4 separate regions of the Mus musculus genome follow, and all the other regions are linked to region 1. The links are chromatin contacts, called in public Hi-C, HiChIP or PLAC-seq and promoter capture Hi-C maps. All regions are on one chromosome and are shown on one strand. Each heading gives the region's core, a stretch centred on a gene start, on an enhancer-like site or on the middle of the called end of the contact. The rest is flanking DNA. Distances are from core to core; before and after follow the strand shown.

Evidence for each region. Promoter capture Hi-C pulls out the DNA fragments that hold promoters and counts their contacts. A called contact is a pair of places that touch in the nucleus more often than the background predicts. HiChIP or PLAC-seq counts read pairs in DNA pulled down with a chosen protein or histone mark.
Region 2: a contact with region 1 is called in a promoter capture Hi-C map of liver, with 5 times the contacts expected there. The contact joins the promoter of Steap3 here to the promoter of Insig2 in region 1. A contact is called at or near these places in 10 of 39 promoter capture datasets (the 3T3-L1 cell line, 3T3-L1-derived adipocytes, the C10 cell line and 5 more), 6 of 484 Hi-C or Micro-C datasets (the G1E-ER4 cell line, the HPC-7 cell line, LSK cells and 3 more) and 4 of 115 datasets of contacts at active chromatin or transcription factors (the NIH/3T3 cell line, embryonic forebrain, heart atrium and 1 more).
Region 3: a contact with region 1 is called in an H3K27ac HiChIP or PLAC-seq map of acute myeloid leukemia, with 8 times the contacts expected there. The contact joins the enhancer-like site here to the promoter of Insig2 in region 1. A contact is called at or near these places in 2 of 39 promoter capture datasets (hippocampal neurons and pre-B cells), 1 of 484 Hi-C or Micro-C datasets (female germline stem cell-derived STRA8 germ cells), 1 of 115 datasets of contacts at active chromatin or transcription factors (acute myeloid leukemia) and 1 of 9 other capture datasets (liver).
Region 4: a Hi-C map of uterus shows a contact between it and region 1, with 3 times the contacts expected there. The contact joins the enhancer-like site here to the promoter of Insig2 in region 1. A contact is called at or near these places in 4 of 39 promoter capture datasets (cranial neural crest, embryonic stem cells, frontonasal cranial neural crest and 1 more), 1 of 484 Hi-C or Micro-C datasets (uterus), 4 of 115 datasets of contacts at active chromatin or transcription factors (astrocytes, bone marrow-derived macrophages, pancreatic cancer cells and 1 more) and 2 of 9 other capture datasets (adipose tissue and liver).

What each region holds. Positions count from the first base shown.
Region 1 is chr1:121,324,826-121,330,322 of GRCm38.p6, reverse strand. It overlaps Insig2 (insulin induced gene 2), which reads left to right and starts at 2,299. Exons shown (of 6, transcript NM_133748.2): 1 at 2,299-2,632.
Region 2 is chr1:120,254,325-120,260,283 of GRCm38.p6, reverse strand. It overlaps Steap3 (STEAP family member 3), which reads left to right and starts at 1,406. Exons shown (of 5, transcript NM_001379355.1): 1 at 1,406-1,523. The coding sequence starts at 1,502.
Region 3 is chr1:120,290,888-120,296,428 of GRCm38.p6, reverse strand. No RefSeq gene overlaps it. Among named protein-coding and RNA genes, the nearest start is that of Steap3, 35 kb to the right of the region's middle. Within about 2 kb of position 2,423, at least 57 of the 459 cell types and tissues checked have an H3K27ac peak or open chromatin away from gene starts, as enhancers often do. A contact at or near this core is called in acute myeloid leukemia and pre-B cells, where this site is marked.
Region 4 is chr1:120,226,338-120,232,195 of GRCm38.p6, reverse strand. Steap3 (STEAP family member 3) reads left to right here. Exons shown (of 5, transcript NM_001379355.1): 5 at 4,268-5,782. The coding sequence ends at 4,549. Among named protein-coding and RNA genes, the nearest start is that of Steap3, 30 kb to the left of the region's middle. Within about 2 kb of position 2,410, at least 17 of the 459 cell types and tissues checked have an H3K27ac peak or open chromatin away from gene starts, as enhancers often do. A contact at or near this core is called in uterus, where this site is marked.

The DNA of each region.
Region 1 (5,497 bases), core at 1,050-3,549:
ACTACCATAAAAGAAAGATAAGATAGGTTTTAGAATTTGGGGTTCCAGTCATTGAATAGAAAAACCTGCCATGTTCTTTGGTTTTACTGTCTCGATGCTTTTTATTTGAGTAAGATTTCCAAGTGCCAGGTTCTCAGAACCTTAACTGAAGTATCCGCCCACATACAATAATTACCATTAAGGCTGAAGATGTCTGCTAGCTGCTCAGGTTGAAGTTGTAGAAGAGATAAATGAACTTGTAAATGATTCATTTTATAATCTCAAAGAAGCAAAAGTTCTTACTGTTTTTTTTGCTTTGTAGAAGTAAATGAAGCTTTTAGGGAAGTAAAAGCAGCCCAGTGACTTCTGTGGATGTTTGCTTATATTTAGCTGCAGTGTTTATTCTTTCTAATTTGCCCAATGGTCTCTCTCATTGAAAGAACAAACAAGAAGTATTATTGGGGCAGGGCAACAGCAGAACTATCAAATCACTGATATTTCTAGTGGTTAAAAGGACTTTAAAAATTAGCAGGTTCACTATTTTACTTCATATCTATAAAAAGAAAAACCTAGAAAAAAAGGACCAATTGGACCTGACTTCACATATGGAGTCAGTGCTGAGACACAACTGAACTTTCAAAAAGTCTTCACCAGCAGTCCAATGGCACAGAACCAACTTTAAAGTAAGCCAAAATAAATATGATCTCACCGCCCTCTTAAGTCATACCCTGACATCAGTTTGTTCTGGATTTTCATGTTGCTGTGAAAAACAAATGCTTGGCAAAAGGACTTGAGGGAGGATGGGTTTATTTTGGCTCCCATTAAGGAAGGACACAGGCCATCACCATAGCTAAGGCATGGAGGCGAGAGTGAGGTCACACTGACTGAAGAGACAGGAAAGAAACAGGAAACTGAGAGGAGTGTTGATGCTCAGTGAGCTTTCTCTTTTTTATTCAGCTCTTGACCCCATTGGGGCTGCTCACATCCATGTGCTTCTTCCTTCCTTCTTTCCTGAAATGTTTCTAGAAACATCCCTCAGACATACACCCAGAGGTATTCCCATAGCGATTCTCAATCCTGCCAAGTTGACAAAAATATCATATCATGGATAATATGGGTTATCCCATGTGTATTTTTATTTTTCCTTATAAAACTCTTCATCTGTGCAGCATAATTAGCCTAGGCTTTCAATTACTATGCATAAAAACCTGCAGGAATTAAATTTAAGATTAGCTAGACAAAAACCATTAGAAATACATGAAAAGCCATATTATTACATGCTGAGTCTTTTGGTCCAAGTTTAGTTTCTCTTATTTTTAAGAAATAAATGTGTTGATAAAATGATCAGAAACTGTTAAAGATGCATCTGATTGTTAGTTCAAAGTAAATGAAAACAAAGGCATTTAACCAAATGACATTCTCTTGCTAAATTATAGCAATTACTTTAGGCCCATAGTTCCTACAAAACTCTCCTTAAGACCAATGCAATCAGACCACAAGCATAATATATTTTTGGCTAAGCTCCCCAAAAGATGATATAGTGAACAGCCCAGAGGTGGTAATCAAGCCACTTATTAGCCTTTAAAAACACTCTGTAGAGGAATGTAGTGGTGGGCAGGAAAAATGATCAAAACGTATTGTATATGTATGAAATTTTTCTTTAAAAAAAAAAAAAAAGAGTCCTTAAGGACTTCATACAATGCATTTTTATATTTACTCCCCACTTCCCTGACACATCTCCCGGATTCGCACTCCACTTCCCCACTCGAACTTCAAGTCCTTAAAATCTTCAAGGAATAAAGAAAACAAAACTTCTCTGTACCATTTTCCATCCAAAACAACAGCTCATCTGCACCATCTCCAACGTGCACACTATCCATTCTCTTAATTATGGTTTCCAGTTCTAAAAGGAAGGTCTTAGCTGGGCGTGGTGGCGCACACTTCTGATCCTAGCACTGAGGAAGCAGAGACAAGTAGCTCTCGAGGTCTGCCTGGTCTACCTGGGTAGCTTCAGACCGGCTAAGGCTACATACACTGTGTGACCCTGTCTCAAGAAGGAAGCGCTTTAAGTCAAATTTTGACAGTAACAGAGGTGATAAGGTTTTGTGTTGCTTGGTCTTTGACCCAAGTCTCTCGAGAGCTGATGCAAAGAGCTGCCTTTAATCCGTATTCAGAAAGGATACTGAGGCACACTCCAAGGCGGGAAGAAGTTGCAGGCGACAACCGTGGAGCCTGTCACCCGGCTGGCAACTGCGGCCCACGCAGAGGGTGGAGTCTCGGGCTGCGCGTGCGTGCGCGCACGAGTCCCTCACTCCGCCCACAGAGTCCAGATGCCCATCCAGAACCTCTGACTCCCGAGGGCACCAACAACAGCTGATTTCGCAGCCTCTCCTCCTCCCAGACAGGGTCCCCACCTCCTTCCAGCCCGGAGTGCCCGGCACACCGGAAGTCCTTTTGCCCCGTCTCCGCAGAGCGGAGGCAGTGCGCGCAGAGGCAACCGGAAGCTCCTCTGCCCCTACCGTCAGCGTGAAGCCGCCGGGCGGCGCAGGCGCAGTGCGGCTCAGGCGGAGCTGTGGGAGGGGAGTAGGTCGGGGGCCGGTCCCTGAAGATGGCGGAGGCGGGGGTGAACTGGGGGTCTCCGGGCAGAGCTCAGGTGAGCTTATTTGGCCGGGGACGGCTCGAGGACGGCGGTGGCTTTTGGGAAGAGGAGCTGTTTATGTTTTAACGTCGCAGGCTGGCAACACTCCTAGCTGGTGTTGGGGGATCCAGGACCCGCAGGTGGGGCCTGCTGGGGCGAGGGGTCCCCGGCTTACCTGGAGAGAGGTCAGCGAGATCTAGGGAAAAACCAGCGGGCTCATAGAGGGACAGGCTTTGGGGGATGCCGAGGTCCCTGGACAGTGGAAGACTGTCAGAGTGGAAGAAGGCTGGAGGACAGCGGAAAGGGCGACCCTGGAGGTCTGTTTGGGGACAGAGATGGGCCAGCTGTCTAGTGTACACCTGCCCGGACTCGGTGCCTTGTAGTCTGGGAGGAAGACTCAGGCTTGTATGGGAGATGGATGGAAATTAGGTACATAACCGTAGGAAGTTTAGAATCTACCGAAATAAGAGGACTCCTGAGTTGAAGAGTAGGGATTGTGAATCGGAAGTGAATACCTTTTAGGTATGTATCAGTGGGTGCTGCCAAGCAGTTGTTGCCAGGGCCTAGAAGTCGGTTGGTGATAGTAAGTGGGGCTTTAGCGTCGTTCTTTGGGGATGAGCCGGCTGGTAAAGGAAAACAGTGCTTTGCTGAGGATGGCGTTTAGGGACACGAAAGGAGTTAAAACTTAAGTGAAAAGTTGTTCACGGGTAGTGTGAACTATGTCGTTGGGTGAAATAGATACCCCGAAGTGTTTACTGTTTTGTAGGATTGATGAGGAAATTCTTGGAGAAAGAGCAAATTGAGTTGACTGTTGGGACACTTATGTTGGCTGGTTTCAGTGACCACAGCAATGAAAGACAGTCTCCAGTTCTGGATTAAAACAAAACAAAACAAAACAAAACAAAAAAAAAAAACCAAGGCTTCCATGCGGGGCTTCCTCTCTGCCCCCCCTTCCCCCCTAGCTTTGGGGTTTGGCCCAGACAGTGAACTACTGAATGAAAATGAATAAAGGGGTGTCCCCTGTTAATTAATGACCTGCGGGGGAAAAACAATGACTGATGTTTTCTTCCTCCATCGTTTTTTCTGGATTTGTAACCGCTGATATTACTTGTTTTCATAGTATTCAGCTCGCATCTATTATGAAATGACCAATCTATGAGTCGTTTTGTATTCGGGGAAATTTGATGCTTTAAAAACGGATAATTGTGTTTTAGATAGAGATACTGAAAAGGAAAAGATAAAGGACAGTTCAGTAAAAACACTGTTTTTATTGTGTGTAGAAAATTATCACCAAGCAGTAGATAACATTTTTTAAGGACTAAGCTTTCTGTGCTTTCTGTTTAAAGCAGTGCGCTGTGTGACTGCTGCTTGCTTAATGGTTTCTGTGTTTGGGTTTTAATGTGGGGAGAGAAGAGCAACGGCACTTTTTCTTCCTAGAGCTTCTAACGCACCTTTTGAGAGTCATATCTGTATGCTTTTATTTAAGGAGGGTTAAAGCATGTCATGGAATTGCGGTTTTGTCCTGCTGATGCGTATTCTGTTTTGTGAACGCCGTTCTAATGAGCACAGCATGTGTTAAAAAAAGGGTGGTGGTGGTAGTAATTTAACATTTTTATTTGTTAATGTATCTAACCCAGTCTCAGAAGAGAGATTCATCTGAGAATGCAAACTTACCAATGTGACACTAGTTATTGAAAAATGAATAATCCTGTTTGCTTGCAACTAAATGGTTAAGTTACTTGATTTACCAGGTGTGGTGGTGCGTGATGGATATACTAGTGCTTGGGAAGTAGAGGCAGGAGAATCATATCATAAGTTCACCGTCATTCTTGATTATATATTGAGTTTGAGGTCAACGACCTAGACAAAAAACAAACAAACAAAAAACCCAAAAAACAGAAGAAGCCTAAATTCCAGCTAGGTCTTAAGTTCCTATATTTCACTTCTATACTTTCTCAAATGCTTCTTACCTGAGAGCATGATCTTGATGGTGAACATAAACTTTGATTTGCTTGTGCTCTAGAATTACTTAGGCCTCTCGTCTATCTAAAAGCAATGCTATGAATCCATTATCACTATTAAGTCACATGGGTAGTATTTTTTCAGCTTTGATAATTTGTCACTGATCTAGTAGCTAAACTATGCAAACTGTTTTTCTGTGTTCATTCATGCACTTTATGGAAACTGTAGATCAGGGCTCAAGGTAGAATACTTACTGCATGTCCTCTTGTCAAGTGTTCTCTTAAATTGTAGAAAGCATTGTTTTGGAGTTAGTAGTTCATGAGGACATTAAAAATAGTTTCCTGCAGGGCGGTGATGGTGCACGCCTTTAATCCCAGCACTTGGGAGGCAGAGACAGGCAGATTTCTGACTTCGAGGCCAGCCTGGTCTACAAAGTGAGTTCCAGGACAGTCAGGGATATACAGAGAAACCCTGACTCGAAAAAACCAAAAAAAAAAAAAAAAAAAAAAAAAAAAGTTTCCTATGTGTTACCTAAGATGCTTGTGTGGTGTTTGTGCAGAGAGGTGGAAGGAACTCTGTTTATGGAGACAAAGTGGTTAGCCCAGACATGGCTGCCTGTTAGGTTGACTGGCCATCTTGGAAAGTTAAGCCAGGTTTGGAGGCTCAAGTCTAATCCCCACACTCTGGAGAACAAGGAAGGAGAATCAAGAGATTTGAGGCCAGCCTTGACTACATAAGTGAAATCCTGTTTCAAACAGGAAAAGAAAAGGACATATTAGCCTATCTGATTTCGTACAATGGGAATTAAAAACACTGGCCTATTTATTACCATTGACTCATTAGGAGCCATTGAGGTATTAGCTTAAAAATATATATATACTTTTTATGATCTAAGTTTTTCAATAAGATTAAAAATTT
Region 2 (5,959 bases), core at 157-2,656, 1.1 Mb after region 1:
TGAGTAACCTGTGTCTTTAAGGGCTTCCATAGTCACTGTTTTACTTAATGGTCAAAATAGGGAACACTGGGGATGTAGGCAAAGTCCAAAGTCTTGCTTATTATGTATGAAGTCCTGGGCTCCAACCAAAGACCCACATAAACTGGACATAGTAGAGTATCCCTGTAATCCCAAGTACTGGGGAGGCAGGGGCTGAAGGATCAAGGGTTCAAGGTCTTTCTTTAAGACCAACCTGGTCTAAGTGAGACCCTCAGAGTAGGAAAGAAGCCTTCCCAAGGTCACACTGTTAGCATGCGGTTAAACTCAAGTTCATATTTAGGGCAACCAACTGCTAACCTAGCCTTACTTGTTGATTCAGAGTGGGTAAATGTTGTCCAGGACTACAGGAGCTGATAGATGCCGACAACAGGGAATTGTATTTCCAAGGAAGTGGGATTTGGGTGGGTCAGGAGTATATTCAAACTCAGATGGAAAGAGCAGGCCAAGAGCAAGAGAGTCACAGGTCAGGGCATGAAGAAAGAGAAAACAAAACCAGTCTCTGTATTGGCCTGCACTGGACTCCATGTGATTCCAGAATCTAGCCCTACCCCCAAGAGGCTTTACTGTTAGGGACAGACATAAGAGGACTGCCAGTCAGAGCAATATGGACCTGCTCTAGTTGCTGGTCCTTATAAAGCCACAGACTGGGACGTGTGTGCTTAGCAACAGACTTCACTGGGCTGCAAGTTTGCTAGTTCTGACACGCTGAAGACAGTCAGATATGCCCATACACAAGCCCAGACAGCACCGTTCCTGAACTCTGGGCTGCCCTCAAAGCCTTGGAACCCAGCAGTCAGCAGCCAGCAGCGAGTGGGCGTGTGCCCTTATCTACCATTTCCAGTGAAATGATAATAGAGCGGTCTGTCCATCATCTTCTGCTATAGGCACTGTCTGGCATGTGGTGACAAAGAAGATCCCCCTATCAGCACAAACTGCTGAGAGAATTCTCGAGAAGCCTGTAACAGCCATGGTGATTGCAATGAATTACCCTCCTAGAAATTGATCATTCGCTACTTTCTGTTACCATAATGCTGGCTTTGTACCTCCAAGGGTCTCAGTGTCTCTGCCCAACCTCTCCATGACATTTATTCATTTTATGCATCCTGGCTTCAGCTTGCCATCCTGCCTCAATTCCTGTACCAAAGACTCTGCAGTCTGAGCCACTAATTACTTCAGTGAGGTTTCCTCCCCAAACAGGAAGTCTCCCGCAGAATTGCTCTCTCAGGGCACTCTCTAACCGAACATCAGCCACCTCTCCAGGGGCCAGTCCCTGTGGCCAGCTGTAGGTGGGCAAACTGAGAGGGGAGGTGTCCCAGTTACCCACGCCCTAGAAGGGCCCGTGGCCGTCCCAATTCTGAAAAACCCCAGTCAGACTGCCGAAGGTGGAGACTTTAGTCAGAAGAGGCGACTTGCAGCGGGGTTGTCTGGGCATTCTAAAACTTCAGACCTCCCCTGAGGCCAGATGGCGCAGTCACCTGTTGCTGGTAAGTCTGTTGGGGCTCCAGGGCAGCTACCAGATTCACTTACTAGTACGCCATCCTCTGGTCCACTTGAGAGTGCTGTTCTTTGAAGGTCTGCAGATTTTACCAGAGCCCAGAGAGAGCAGTGTTTCCCTGAGAGTTGCACAGCCTCAGCCTGGCAGCAAGGAGCACAGTAGAATAAGATCTTGTCAAAATAAAGCAGGAGATTGATTGTCTGCTGTGTGTATTTCAGGGCCACCTTCTCAGGGAGGGCGTTCAGGCAGTAAACACAAGAGCCTCTTCAGAGTGCAGGGCTCTGGTTTGCACACACAGAGAAAGCAGCGGCTTCGTGGGTTTTAGTGTGTGTTGCTTTAAAAAAAAATTAATGTTCATGATGTATTTCTGAGGAATGTGGGCCCGTCGGGAATTATAAATTTTACACAGAACTGCCGGCTGCGAGTAATCGAACTGGATTTTTCTAGAAGGATTTGAAAAGCTAGATGTTTGTAAAAGCTCTATCAATTATTCATTTGCTTTTATTCTGCAAAGTGATGTGGAGAGAAAATGCTGTTTTCTAACAGATCAAACTTGTGTGCATGAGTGTGTGTGTCTGTGTGTGTGTATGTGTGAGTGTGTCTGTGTGTGTGTGTGTCTGTGTGTGTGAGAGTGTGTGTGTGTGAGTGTGTGTGTGTGTGTCTGTGAGTGTGTGTGTGTCTCTGTGTGTGTGTGTGAGTGTGTGTGTGAGTGTGTGTGTGTGTGAGTGTGTCTGTGGGTGTGTGTGTGAGAGAGAGTGAGTGTGTGTGTGTGTGTGTGTGTGTGTGTGTGTGTGTGTGTGAGTGAGTGTGTGTGGGGGGAGGCCTGGCTTATGTGCATGGACTTTGTTTCCTCTTCGGCAGGCACAAAACTGCCATCCTTTTAAAAAAAAATAATGATTTTTATGATGTCTAAATAACAATCCCAGGTAGTATTGCAAGAAACGTAACAGCAAAATGTTTGTAAGAGTCCATCTGATAGGGGAGATGCCCACAGAGAAAACAGAAGTGTGCCACTTAGGACATGTTTGATGTCATTAGCTTTTATTTTGTTTGGGGCAGAGCCTGCTGTAGCCCAAGCTGGTCTCAACCTCATCATGTAACTAAGGACAATTTGGAACTTCTCATTCTCCTGCCTCTACCGCCCAAATATGGAAATGACAAATACACACTACCACGATGTTTGTATGGTTCTAGGGATATAACTCAGGGCTTCCTGTATACTCCATAAGCTCTCTACCAATCAGCCTCCATCTCCAGATCTGCCACTACATTTTACATGCTAATTTCAGACTGGTAGCCTCTTTTCTCTCACCTCACCTTGGGAGGTAGACACGGGTTGGGCAAGGAAAGAGACTGTGGTCTCTGAGCCTAGGAAGGAACAAAGGCCTGGGTCTAAGTGAACGCCTACTTAAGACCCAGGATGGAGGACAGCCACACTCTAAAGGAACAGCAAGAAGAGGGACTGGGAAATTGTTCCCAACAGCTCAGAGAGAAGATAAAGGACACAGGAAGGAAACAGACTTAAATCTAGAACCTGGTGCTGGCCAGGTGACATCTGTAGCACCCACATACAGAGCCTCTGCCCTTGCCACCCAAGATGTCAGTTGGATGCTGAGACTAGATTAAGGCAGAGCCAGCTCTGGGACCGAGAGGTGCTCCCTTTGCCTGTCTGGGCCTTAGTTTATGATGCATAAAGTAGAAGCATCCTCTGTAGGTCATATCCCAACACACATCCAAAGTCATGTATTGCTGCACAGTGAGATCTGCCCTTGTCTTCTAATCTCTTCTCATTCGACCCTGAGGATTTGGGTTGTTCAGGGACCAGACACTTACAGAGAGACATGCTGGCTGCCTCCCTCAGTAGCCTTATGCCCCCAAGGAAACCTTGGATTACTACTTAGGGAAGTCATGTGTCAGAAAGAGGGAGAAGGCGTTGTCCCTGGGAATCTCTTCTTTTTGCACAGCAAGGGTGTAATTTTCATTCAGGCTGTGTGGGCAATCCCCTGTTTAATGATGGCTTGACACAGGATCTTTCAACTTTAGGGGAGGTACAACACCAACATTGTTCAGTGGAAACCGTTCTTCAAATTGTGAATTTGGATGTTTCCCAGGAATTTTAAACTCACAGCATCATCAATTTACAGTGGATTTGCTGGCTGCCACGCCACCATAAATCAAGGTCCATATAACGAGCAGGACTTGTGTGTGTGTCACTTGTGTGTCTGTATGTTCACACATGTGAACTCACATATAGACACGTTCATGTGAAGGCCAGAGGTCTTTCTCGATCACTCTCTGACATATATATTGAGGCAGAGACTGTCACTAGAAACAACTGCTCCCAAATTTTGCTAGTCTTACCCAGAGATCCTCTGTCTCAGTCTCTGGGATTACGGGCAGGCTACCACTCCTATCTGGCATGTATATGGGTGCTAGGGGTACTTTCATGGCATGCTCTTTACCCCTGATCCATCTTCCCAGCCCAGAACGATTTTATAGACATTATTATTCCCTCCACCAGCCTGAAGGTTGTAAGTTCATATCAGAGGATATTAGGTTTAATGTCGCCATAAACACGTGGGAAGGGCACTCTAAGGGAAGGTGCATGGCACTGTATACTTGGTCCATCCCTGTGACAGAGAGCCTAAGGGATCAGAGGACAAAAATGTCTATTTTTATCTTAAAGAGGAACTGGGAGCCTTCTCTTCTTCCTCCTTTTTTAAAGTGTATGCATATGTGTGTACTCATGTGTGTATGTGTGCTCACATGTATATACTGAGTCTGTGTATATGTATGTCTGTATGCTCCTAACGTGTGCTCACATGTGTGTGTTGGGGGGTTTCATGTGGACCCAGAGGGTGACATTAGGTGTCACCTTCAGGATCTCACCAACTGACTCAGAGACCATCCTGTCTCTGCCTCCCCAGCACTGGGATCACAAGTGCATGCCACCATGCTCCGATTTTTGTGTGGGTGTGGGGGAGTTCGAGTTCTTTATACTTTCTAGGCAACCACTTTACCGATTGAGCCATCTCCTTAGCCCCATCAGCTGGGCCTTCTGTTGGACCTCGTAATTGCTAATCTTAGTTATAAACATGACTAAACTTGGGACCAGATAGTTATAAAAGTTGCTGGGCACTGCTGTGAGGGACTTTATATTGGTTTTGTTTTTGAGACAGGTTCTCATAATATGGTCCTGGTTAGCAGAGAACTTACTATGTAGACCAGGTTGTCTTCAGTCTCACAGCAATCTGGCTGCCTGTCTCTTAAAGTGCTGGGATTAAAGCTGTGTCAGACTTATTTGAGTCAAGAAGACCCACCCTAAATGTGGGTGGCACCTTCTGGTAGCAGCCCAGATAAAAGGACATGGAGGAGACCCCTGCTTTTTGCCTGCTGCCCTCAGTCTTGCTGACAAGCTCATCTATCCTGCTGCTGCAGCATACCCCCTCTACCCACCCCTCATCACCCCCACCCTTCCCCACCCCTACTGATGCTAAAACCTTTGGGTTTCCATTGTAGACTAAAGCCCAGTGGTTCTCCAGGAATCTCCAGACTCATAAGGACAGTTTGAAACTGTGAGATACCCAACCAGTACAGTGAGCAACTCCTGGTTTCCTGGCCTCTCTAGCATGAGATGGCCTCTGTTGGATTACCTGGACCACATCCTATAAGTCAATCTAGAAATCAGCCTGATGCATCTCCTGTGAGGAGCAAGTAGTTTAGTGACTCTGTCCATAAAACTTCTGGCCATTTGTAGAAAAATAAGGAAAATAATGATGGGGGCTGGTGACTTCCAGAACCTCTGGGATGGGTTATGATCTGGAAGTATTTATTACCAAGGAAACCCTTTCCTCCCCAAGCTGCTTTTACTTGGTGTCTTCTGCTCCCCTGTGTTTGATTGTTTTTGTCTGTCTGTCTGTCTGTCTGTTTTTTGAGACAGGGTCTCTTTACATAGCCCTGGCTTTCCTAGACCTCACTGTGTAGACTAGGCTGGCCTTGAACTCAAAAGAGATCTGTCTGCCTTTGGCTCCTGAGTATTCAGATGGAAGATGTGTGTCACCACGCCCGGCCAAGCCAGTGGGCTTTACAGCAAGAGAAAAGCCACTCGATCAGGCCTTGAGTTTTGTTAGATGGAGGGAAGAAGATTTGCAGGCAAAAAAAGATTAATTCAAAAAAACAAAAAACAAAAAACCAAACATGATCCTGAGGGAGAAGAAGGGGAGGGAGAGGAGGAAGGAAGAGGAAGGGAGGGAGAGGGGGCAGAGAGGAAGGGAAGGAAAGAGAGAGGAGAGAGATTAGGTTTGTCTTATTTAATTACCACTGGGATGCAGGGCCCCAGCTAGGTTCTAGGAGAACAGTTAAGACACACAAGCACACCCTGACCTTGGCATAGAAATCAGAAGTAATATTATTCAAACAAATATT
Region 3 (5,541 bases), core at 1,174-3,673, 1.0 Mb after region 1:
TTCTGCATCTGAGTATAGTGTTTAATCATTTTTTTCTAATAAGTGTGTTTCAGCCGGGTGTGGTGGCACACGCCTTTAATCCCAGCACTTGGGAGGCAGAGGCAGGTGGATTTCTGAGTTCGAGGCCAGCCTGGTCTACAAAGTCTCCATCTAGGTAAGATGGAGGTGTGTGAGTATGGGGAAATGTGAGGGTTGTGAAAACCTGGTGGTGACTTTTTAGTTTCTCGTTTGTTTATGGCTGGTTCTAATAGAACAGTTCTCCAAGCAAAACAGCCGCCATTATCCACAGACCAACCAGCTATACCTGCTTTGCAAGAGTTCACCACGATGGACTGTTAACAGTCTCTGACAGAAGAGCGTCATGAGGAGAGTTCACATGTAAGTCTGCCTCGGGATCCAGAATGGCTCCATAGTGTGCATACTGCATGAAGTTATGCAGCTCTGGAGAAACCATTATCCATGCTGCGGGGAGACCCAGTGTACTGCTTTGGGGTCACCCATGCTTCTGTAAGCAACACCTCTGTAAATAAGCCTAATAAACTCGCTGGTTTTCTGGGGTGAACCCTTGAATAGAAACATAGTTTGGTGTGTTCTTGGGAATTTATAGAGAGAGACAAGTGCTATTTATGTCATCCAGGAGAGAAATCTCAAAAGAACAACATCAAAAATACTGTTTTAATGTTGTCGACATCAGGGGTTGTTAGTATGTCTTGGTTTAATTGTAGACTTGGAACTTAATGTACATGTTGTAAATAGCCATGTTTGTGTGATAAGAAAGTGTACTCTTTTCACACGTATACCTACAAAGAGGAAAGGTTGCATCCCCCAACTTGACCTCTAGGCCCCTCATCTACTCCCATGTTGGAAATCCTGAATACACATGAGCCAAGAGGTCTCCCTGATTTCTCTTCAAGTCTAATCATGTGTTCATTCTTATATTTTTCTCCCCTTTTTTAAGGCTCCAAAAGGAAGACTTCAGCCTGTACTGTTCTATCATCCTGAAACGATTGTCTTTCAAGGGCAAAGCTCTCTGCTGCATCAAGTGGCTGCAGAGGCACGGGGTGTGCAGCTGAGCCATCCATCCTGTCTTAATGATGCCAGGAAGGAGGCAGGTTCACAGGTGGAAGACTGAGACAGCTTCTGCTCTCCGAGGAATGCAAGGACAGGCAAAGAACAAGAGGGAACAAAGGGAACAACTTCTGCTCCCCCAACCCCATGCTAGGGATTGAACGGAGGACTCAGGCATGTTGGTCAAGTGCCCATCCAGTGAACTACATCCCCAGCAGTAGACATTCTGCTTTTTAAGGCGACGCCAAGAAATAATTAAGGACTGGCTTAGTGGATGAAAGGACTTGCCACCAAGCCTGAGGATCTAAGTTCAAATCCTAGGACTCAGATGGTAGAAGGAGAGATCTCTCCTCCAAGTTGTCCTCTGACCTCCATGTGCAAGGCATGATGTGCATGTGCCCTGTGCCCTCACACATACAAAAGTACACAGACACAGGTAGATAGGTGATAGATAGGTAGATAGATAGATAGATAGATAGATAGATCAATTAATTTTTAAAACTAAACATTTTAAAAAGTGGTTGTTAACTGGAAAATAAAAAAGTCAAGCCACAGCTGTTGGCAGTGATATTGATCCATCTTTACCCCACAAAACAAAAGCTATTTTAGGTTAAAACAAAAAGAAGCAAGGAGGAGCTGGAGACATATACCAGTCAGCAGAACACCTGCCTACAAGGTGTATAGCCCTGGGTTTGATCACCAGCATTCTATAAAACTGGACATGGTGACACACAACTGTAATTCCAGCAATTGGGAAGGAGATATAGGAGGAATGCAAGTTCAAAGTCATTCTTGGCTACAGAATAGGTCTGAGGCCAGCCTAGGATGTGGGAGACCTGGCCTCAAAAAAATAAAAATAAAAAAAGGAAAGAAAGAAAGAGAGAGAGAGAGAGAGGGAAATGAAAAGAAAGACAGAACGTTTGCTTTTTGTTCTTGTTTTAAGGAGGGATGCACCCATTTCCTAATCTCTGTCAGGGGACAGGGACTCGGGGATACTGACTGCCTCAACAGAGTGCTCACACTCTTCAGAGGCAGACATACAGCTGTGTGTGGCCTTGAATGAAGGGGAAGGGAGAGAAGGAGAGATGGAGGAATTCAAAAGAAGCAGAGGACAACAGAGCAACAGAAGTGGAAGCTACCACTGAAGCCCTATGGAGACTGCCTGGCTTGAGTGTTGCCTTAGTTACTTTTCTGTCTCAATGACAATAGCATATCAGACACAAAGCAACATGGGGAATATGGGTTTTACTTTACCTCACTTTCAGGGGGAATATAGTCCATTATGGCAGGACAAGCAAAACAAACCGAATGAGCATGAGGTCAGACTAGCAGTCAGGAAGCAGAGAGCAGAAAAACAGGAAGTGAGGTCAAGCTATAAGCCTTCAAAGCCCACCCCCAGTGGCATACTTCCTCTACCTCCTAAAGGTTTGGCAGCTTTCCCAAACAGCACTACCAGCCAACAAGCAAGTATTCAGACATGTGTAAGGAACATTTCATGTTCAAACTACAACAGATGTGGTTTGCCCCCCAAGGCTCATGTGGCTTGGTCCTCTCTGTGGTGATGTCATGATATTAAAGTGATATGTGACATTTACCATCGTAGTGTTGTCTCTGTGTATGTGAAGAATGGGAGGGGCACCCAATCACCTGCTGTAAGGGACCATGATTCACTTAAGAGTGATATTCCAGGTTCAAATAGTATGTAAATGTAAAGAGTGTTTTATTCTGCAGAAGTCCAGCATGCTGTGGTCGGTCTACCACCTACAAAGATGGAGAGACACTGAAGTGAGCTCACAGGCCTGATTTAAAGCACATTAGGGAAATTCTGGGGAAGGGTAAGTGACCTCTATCTTAATCTTGGCTCTATCACTAAGGACATCCCAGAATCATTGCAGGGCAGGGGTGGGGGGGCTGGAAACTGTTGCTGGGGAAGTCTGGAAACTGTTGTTGAGAAAGTCTGGAAACTGCCACTGACACACTGTCCTTGCCTTGGGTGGTGGGGCAGCTTCTGAGGCCTGAACTTGCCTGGATTTGCCCAGTTCTTGGAAACAGAAATATAGGCCTAGTCTTCTAAGCCTGTAATAGAGTCAGCTTGGCCTCCTCGATGCTTGTTTTCTCCTCTCCTGGTGGGGTGGCTGATCCTGTGGCCTCAGACAAACAGAAGCTGCTAGAGGAAGAAGGTCAAAGCAGCACGGAAGGATAGGAGTCAAATGGCCCACCCAGGGTCTCAGCTGGAAGGCTGAACTGTGAGAAGATAAACAGACCTCCTGTTGGGCCTGCTCCAAAGCACTGCTGGTCTGGATCCTGTGAGAACGTCCCTATCATCCTGGAAGATGGCCCCCAACAGAGGTTTTCAGGCAAGAAGTAAGTGGACCTCCACTAAACCAATGGTGAAGAAAGACATTTTGTGGGAGTATGCATGCAGCTGCAAGCATTTGGCACTCAGAGGACAGCTTGTGAGAATCGGTTCTCTCCTCCTCCCTTGCTTCTTCTAGGATTTGAACTCAAGTTGAGGGACTCTAAAGGGCTTTTGTCCCTCCTTACAGCTTCGCCCTCCCGCCTAGGGACAAGGCTAGGCCAAGTTTCATTCTCCACCCAGAGGAATATTCTAGAGTTAAAAAAAAAAATCTCAGAATGTACTGACTGATAGTCACCTGACCATATGGAAAGTCCCAGGTAGAGTTCAAATGCGTGTCATGCTTGCTAGCCAATAGATTTAAAGGTCAATATGCTTAGCCAATAACTTTGATCTGTAACCTTGCTGATGTAACCTGTAATAGCCATTGGGGTGGCCTTCTAGTCACTTGCCTTGAGGGACTAATTGAAGGTCGACGTAGGCACACTGGAAAATAAACCTCTTACTTTTGCATCGATCTGCATTTCAGGGTCTCACTTGGGGGATCCTCAAAGTAATACCAATGACCGAAGGTTGGGGTCTTACAAAGTCATCAGGCTTGGCTGGAAGAGCCCTTATCCACAAAGCCATCTCACTGACCTGAGCAAGACCTTCTGACTGGTTGGGAAACTCCATGAGAGAGACAGCGTTTTCATAGTCATGTGCAGAAGATGGTCAGGTGATTTCTGTGTCGTACCAGTAACAGAAAGCCCCACAATGAGGCATTGGCTGTCCCTTCGCCTTATTTATTGTATGTTGCTGTGGTGGTTTGAGTAGGTTTGCCCCCTCCCCCATAGACTCTTGTGTTTGAATAGTTGGCCTACAGGCAGTGGCACTATTAGGAGGTGTGGCCTTCCTGGACTGAGTGTGGCCTTGTGGGTATGGTGTGTCCGTATAGGGATGGGCTTTGAGATTTCCTATGCTTAGGCTCCTCCCAGTGTGATATTCTAGTCTCCTCCTGGCTGCCTTCAGAGCCAGATGTAGTCTCTACATCATGTTTGCTTCCATGCAGCTGTGCTTCCCATCATGATAATAGATTAAACCTCTGAAACTGAAAGCCAGTCCCAGTTAGATGTTTTCTTTTATCAGAGTTGCCTTGGTCGTGGTATCTCTTCACAGCAATGGAACCATAGCTAAGACAGTTGCATCAGTTTTCTCATGACTACAACAAAATAACTAACAAAATGGAGCTTTAGAAAGAGTTTAGCCAGATGTTAGTGGTGCACACCTTTAATCCCAGCACTCGGGAGCCCCAATCAGGCAGATCTGAGTTTGAAGCTAGTCTGATCTACAGAGTGAGTTCCAGGGCAGCCAAGGCTATTCAGAGAAATTGTGTCTTGAAAAACAACAAATAAAAAAACAAACAAACAAACAGTTTATTTTGACTCACAGTTTGAGAATATAAGCGATCCATCATGGCAGGGGTGTAAGGTAGCTGGTCACATGGCATCCACAGTCAGGAAGCAGAAAGAGATGATTACTGCTGATCAATCTCTGTCTCCCCCTCCCTCTCCCCCCCATAAAGAAAGGCTTTTATTAGGGACAAGGAAATACACACAGCAAGAAACACGGAGAGAAAAGCTGTCTGCAAAGCATAGGGGACCCTCAGGAGGCTGGAATATGGTGTCTCCTTGAGGGCTCACCTTCTCCTTTGTATGCAGTCCCTCCCAGCCCATGGAATGTGCAGCCCACATTGAGGGTAAATCTCCTACCCCCATCAGCCCAATCTAGAAACCCACTCTGAGTCACAGCCAAGGATAATTCTAGGTCCTCCCAACTTGACAATTCTAACCACGGTGTTGTTGAAGCCACTAGGGTGACTGTACCAGCGTGCTTCTGTCTTCTGCTTAAATCATGAAATCTGTTTCAATAGGCATCAGAGGAGACGGAATGAGGAAAAGAAAGATGTAAAGAAGCCCCTCCCCTCCTCCCCTCCCTCCTCCCCAGTCAGTGGCTTCCTTATTCAAATCCTCTCCCTCTCTCTCTCTCTCTCTCTCTCTCTCTCTGTACTTACTTTGCTCTCTGTGTTTCACACAAAGCAAAGAAATCCTCCCGGCTCCTGCTGAAGAACTGCAATG
Region 4 (5,858 bases), core at 1,161-3,660, 1.1 Mb after region 1:
TAGCAGAAGCCGGCTAGGGCTCCAGAAGTCACGCTTTGCTTTACATATTGAAGAGAGTGAAGCGAGGGTTTCGTTTGTGGGTGTCTGACGCCTGTGCTCTAGCCTCAGATACCTCAGCCCCCTCTCCTGAGGGCCCTAGTATGGAGGAGGGTCTGCCAGGGCGCCCTGAGGCCAGTTCCAGCACCACCTGCTCTGTGCATGTGGGCAGACCATGCCCATGCCCCTGCCCCCAACCCTCAATTTACACTCCTGAAAAATGAAATTAATGTTGTAAGAGAAATGTTTGTGAGGCAGGTGAGAGGAGAAGGGAAAGCACCTTGCTCCTCTTCTTGGGGTGTCTGGCCACGCCCCTACTATCTCTGAAAAGCATCGGCCATCGGTTTCTTCTGGGGACAGGGTCTCACTGCACTCTTGGGCTCCAAGATCCTTTTCTCTTGGACTACAGGTGCATGCTACAGACCTGACTCCCAACTGCTACTGTCTCTGTCTCTCACTGTGTTATGCCTGGCTGTCCACTGGGCATGTGAAATACGTCATAAACTTTATTGTCAGCCACCATCTGGGGAAGGCTCTAAAGCCACAAAGAACTTCGGGAGAGATACAGATATCAGGCTTCCTGCTCAGATAAAATGCTCAGGGACAGCCTGGAAGTCTAGGTGACCCGTAAGCGTGCATGCTGCCCTCCAGTGGCAGGAACACAGGATCAGCTCCAAAGCACCCATTGGCCTCCCTGGTTCACCAGATAAACTTTATCTCCATGTTCTGGAGCTTCTGTCTCATCGCTTGTCCCTGTCCCCACCCAGGACTATGAGTGGACACACGTAAAAGGCAGGCTTTCTGTACCCAATAACAGATGGGAGGTTTTCAAGGGAAGAGCTGGCCTTCTTGACTCCTGTCAAGTTCACGTGCAGTGAGGAGCTATCGGATTTAGAAACCTATTGGTGTTCCAAAGACCCTGGGCCAATCCCTGGGCCGGGAATGCTTTGTTTAGCTGATCTGAGAGCCACTGAAATATTGATCCCATTAAAAGATCCCATATGCCTGCATTTAACCTTCTGTTTCCAAAGTGATTCAGGTGTTGTTTTGTTATGTTTAGTTTAGTTTGGTTTGGTCCGATTTGGTTTGGTCTTATTTTGTTTGTTTCATTTTGGTTTGGTTTGGTTTGGTTTGGTTTGGTTTGGTTTGGTTTGGTTTGGTTTGGTTTGGTTTCAGTTCAGTTTGGGGGACAGAGTCTCATTTAGTCCAGGCTAGCCTCAAACTTGAGCTATGTAGTAAAGAAAACCATTGAATGAGTGCCTGACCCTTCTGCCTCAGCTCCCAAGTGCTGGGATTAGGCATGGGCCATCACATGCATTTCTGTGGTACTGCGATGACATCGGGCCTTTGCGCATGTTAGGCAAGTGTCTGATAGCTGATTTAGACCCGCAACTCCTCCCTTTGCTTGTTTCTTTTTCGAGACAGGATCCCATGAATCCCAGGCTAGCCTTAAACTGGCTATCTATATAGCTGAGGATGGCCTTGAACTTCTGGTCCTCCTGCTTCTGTCACCCAAATGATAAGATTACAGGTGTGCACCACCATGCCCTGTTTATGAGGCACTGGGGATAGATCCCAGGAACTTGTACATGCCAGGCAAGCAGTCTGCTCCTGAGTTATATGCCCAGCCCTCCAGAGCGCTTTTCAAAGTTTTTGGTTTGTGTTTCTTTTTGTTGGGGGTGGGGTGGGGTGGTGTTTGTTTTTATCTAGCATCAGCTGTATTGGACTCTCCCTATCAGTTAAATTCTATATCACTGTAAAGTGTCCAGGAGGACGTAATACAACTGAGCAGAAACCAGGGTGTAGCCCTGAAACCCCAAGTTCTGTCCCTGAGTTATAGGCGATTCCTCTGACCTTGCTTGATGCAGCCACCGCCTGAAATAATGACAAGGACCAGCCTGACCCTGACTTGGTGAGCGATGGCCAAAGCCCCTTCATGCTGTAGTAATTGAGTGCCAGCAGGACCCACGGCTAACAAGCTTCTGTGTAATAAAAATGGCCCTAGCTTGGTGTGCGTGTCTGGGGCTGGGGTTATTAATGGCTTCTTGACAAGACTTTTCCTTCTAATTTCCTTTGGTCCTCTAGAAATTTTAAAAACTGTTCCCAAGGACAGAGAGAATTTTAAAGAAAACAAATTCTCTGAAAACATCCAGGCTTCCCAGCAGGGTTGGAAAATCAAAAAGCTTTCTGGCTGTCGGCCCTGGCTAGAAACTACTGGCCCAAAGTTAGGATTCCTGCCACGTGTATCATGGAACTAACTCAGAAAACAAAAGGAGTGATATAGGAGATGCTAGATGTAGCTGCTGGACCCTGGGCAGGTCTCCATGCTGGGCCAGCATGCTTGTCCCTCAGTGCTTAAGACACTGACCCACGTGGGTCAAACACAGGGTGTATCCCTGGGAGAGATACCCGACCTCCTGTGAGGCCACATCCTAGGCCTGAGTGAGTTCTTATTGCTGCTTCATCGGACCATGCAGGAGACACTGCCCCTGCGTGCAGCCAGTGGTTCAGGATCTGAAGAGGGGCTGGAGCTGGGCCCTCACCCTGGGGCCCTGCGTGGGCTCCTCAACCTCCAGCTAGAAGGGTGTGGGTGCGAGGGTTTCCAAAATTAGTGGCTTAGTCCTGGTGACACATTTGTATCATCTGCTGAACTCTGAAAAAAAAAACAACAGATGACTGCGCTCCACCCTAAACCAGTTGAATCTGAATTTCTGAGGGTGGGGCTGACTCCTGTTTCCACTAAGCTTCCCAGGTGACATTAATGTGCAGCATCGGTTCGAAACCAGCCTCTGATTGACTGATTTTTCAGAAATAAAATCAGATGGAGAGAGGCAGGGGGTCTTATTGTATTTGGGTTTTTTTAGGGGGGGGCTTTTCTAGACATGGTTTCTCTGACTTGGAACTCGAAATGTAGACCAGGCTGGCCACCTGAGTTCTAGGATTAAAGGCATATGCCTGGCTGCATTTGGGAATTTTATTTGAACTTTTAAAAATGTAGTGGGAGGAGATCTAGGAAGATGGTTAAAATGCTTGCTACACACATACCTTGAGGATTAGAGTTTTGGTTTCCACAACCCACATAATGCTGAGTAGACAGGGGGGCCACATATCTGCAATTCCAACTTCAGGAGGTGGGGGTGGGAACCCTAAGCAAGCTGGCTACTGAGACTAGGCTCGTCAGCAAGCTCTGGTTTGACTGAGGGACCCCCGCCTCAATACATAAGGTGGAAGAGTGAGCAAGGATGATTCCTGACATCAGCCTCAGCCTGCACATGCACACATACCCACACACACACACACACACACACACACACACACACACACACTAAGGCAGTGCCCATGAAGACAGTGGGCAGCCCTTGGAAAATGCTTGTTGTAATGTTAGCCTGGAACATCACAAGGAGTGACCTTCTGAATGATGTTCTCCCTCTATCTGGAGCTCACCACCATTCTTAACTACTTTGTGTTTCTCCTTAAGACAATTGATAATGAATTTCCTTTATAATCCAGCTAAGTATTATCTGTAAAATTTTGGTGGATATGCCAGCAGATCTTGTTTCTATTCTAATATATGTGAAAATATACATGAAATCAGTAGAGTGTTTTGTTCTTAAGCTCTTTCAGTATAATCCCACTTAAAAGTTTTCTGGGAGTCATCAGAATTCCAAACAGTGTTGTTGGAAGAAAAGAAAAAGCAAAAGAGAGGACAGAAAGCACGGTCGTCAGTCAGTCAGATCTGCTGGGGTCAGTCTTTATATGCCTTTAGCCTGGTGTGTTTTCAGCCAGGGATGCAGGCCCAGATAGTTTAGGAAGCAATCATAGCATCATAGAGAAGAAGAGCAGAGGGCTCTGGGGCTATGGCTCAGGAGTAGAGCTAGCCTTATGTGCATGAAGCCCTGGATTCTCTTCCCAACAGAGCACTTGTGAGACAGAGGTAGAAAGATGAGGAGGTCAAGGTCATCCTTAGCTACATACTGAGTTTGAGGGTAGACTAGAAGAGGAGACGCCCTGTCAAGAAGTAGGGGAGGGGATGGTGGCCAGGGCCAGCAAGATGATTCAGTGGTCAAGGCAGTTGCTGCCAACCCTGACAACCTGAAGTTCATTCCTGGGACTTACATGGGAAAATGAGAAGATCGACTCCTCCAAGTTGGCACAGGGAGCTGGGATTTGACCCAGAGATGCCCTGGGCTCAGGGGCCGTCCTCTCATTCCTGCCTTCTCTCTTTCCACAGTCCACACTGGGCTTCGTGGCCCTGATACTCAGCACAATGCACACACTCACCTACGGCTGGACCCGTGCCTTTGAGGAAAACCACTACAAGTTCTACCTGCCGCCCACATTCACACTCACGCTGCTCCTGCCCTGTGTGATCATCCTGGCCAAGGGCCTCTTCCTCCTGCCCTGCCTCAACCGCAGACTCACCAAGATACGCAGGGGCTGGGAGAAAGATGGGGCTGTCAAGTTCATGCTGCCCGGCGACCACACACAGGGGGAGAAAACAAGCCACGTGTGAGGCCCTGGAAGTGGAGATGGCTTGTGGGGGCCCTGAGCTGGGTTCGGGTCTCTTTTCTGGATGCTGCACAGCGAGGTGATGATATATGCGTGGGTGGCTGAGATCCTAATTCCTGGGATGCAGGTGTAAACTGACATACTCAGAATGACACCCCATACATGTGATATGTACTTACATATATTTCACATATAATAAGATTTGCTATTATTCTTACTTAGCTAAAAAAAAAAAGTGGGTCCCTATATTTCAGCGTAAGCATTTCAAAGCAAATGCCACACATTGAACAGCAGATCCCACCCTTGTGGTATCTACAGAGGCAGACAGACACTCTGGTATAGGAGAAACTGTCTTTCGTTGGATTCTCTCCTTTAATCTCTATGCTCCTTATTAGCTGAATCCTAAAGTTGGTGCAAAGCTGGGGCAAGAAATGCCTCTGGTGCCGCCTACCCCCATCCCAGGGCTAAGAAAGAAGCCTCGAGTGAACAGGGAACCAGGTCTGGACTCTGCTGCTTCCCTGGGCGTGCGTGGGGAGGCTCAGCAAGACCCCCTGGGATCTATGCAGGAGCTTTTTCAGGTCCGTCCTTTCTTCAGGGAAGGGTCTGAAGCTGCCCCATCTGATCCTAGCTGAGCTGAGAAGATTCTTCCCCACCCCCTGAAAGTCCAGAGTCACCACCGGAGCCTGCAAATTGATCCTTCTGCGAAGGTGTGAAGTCACCGCCTCTCCAGAGCCATTAATGAACCTGGTCTTCGGGAGGAGGATAATTGTTTCCTCTCCATTAAGTTGCTGGTGACCCCCCCTTTAAATCACTGTGCCTTCTCGCCTTTTCCATCATTAATTTGGACATCTCCGTGGAGTGGACACTTGTCTGGGCAGTCCGGGGTGGGGGGGAGCATTAGAGATTGCAGAGAATAACCATCGAATCCTCTTCTTGGGGCAACCCTCCCCTTGGATGTGCCCCAGGCCTGCCTTCATTAAATTGGTCCCTGAGGAGAATAATAGGGACCCTTTTCATTTACCCTGTCGCCTGTAGGCAGAAAACCTACCTTCTGAGCACCCAGAAAACACAGTGGCCCCATGCTCTTCTTCAGGGGGTTCCACAGCCCCCTTCCCCGTGTTTTTGCCTCCCTCCCTCCTTCCTCCCCTCCCTCCCTCCCTCACTGTTACGTTCAACCACAAAAGTCTTCAAATATTGTTTTTTTGAATTCTTAAAGAGACCTCATTTTATTACAATAGTTAAAATTGTCCTTTGTTTATTATTCTTATTAAGCTTTCCTGGGCCTGGTTTATTAATTAGACTTAATCACAGGC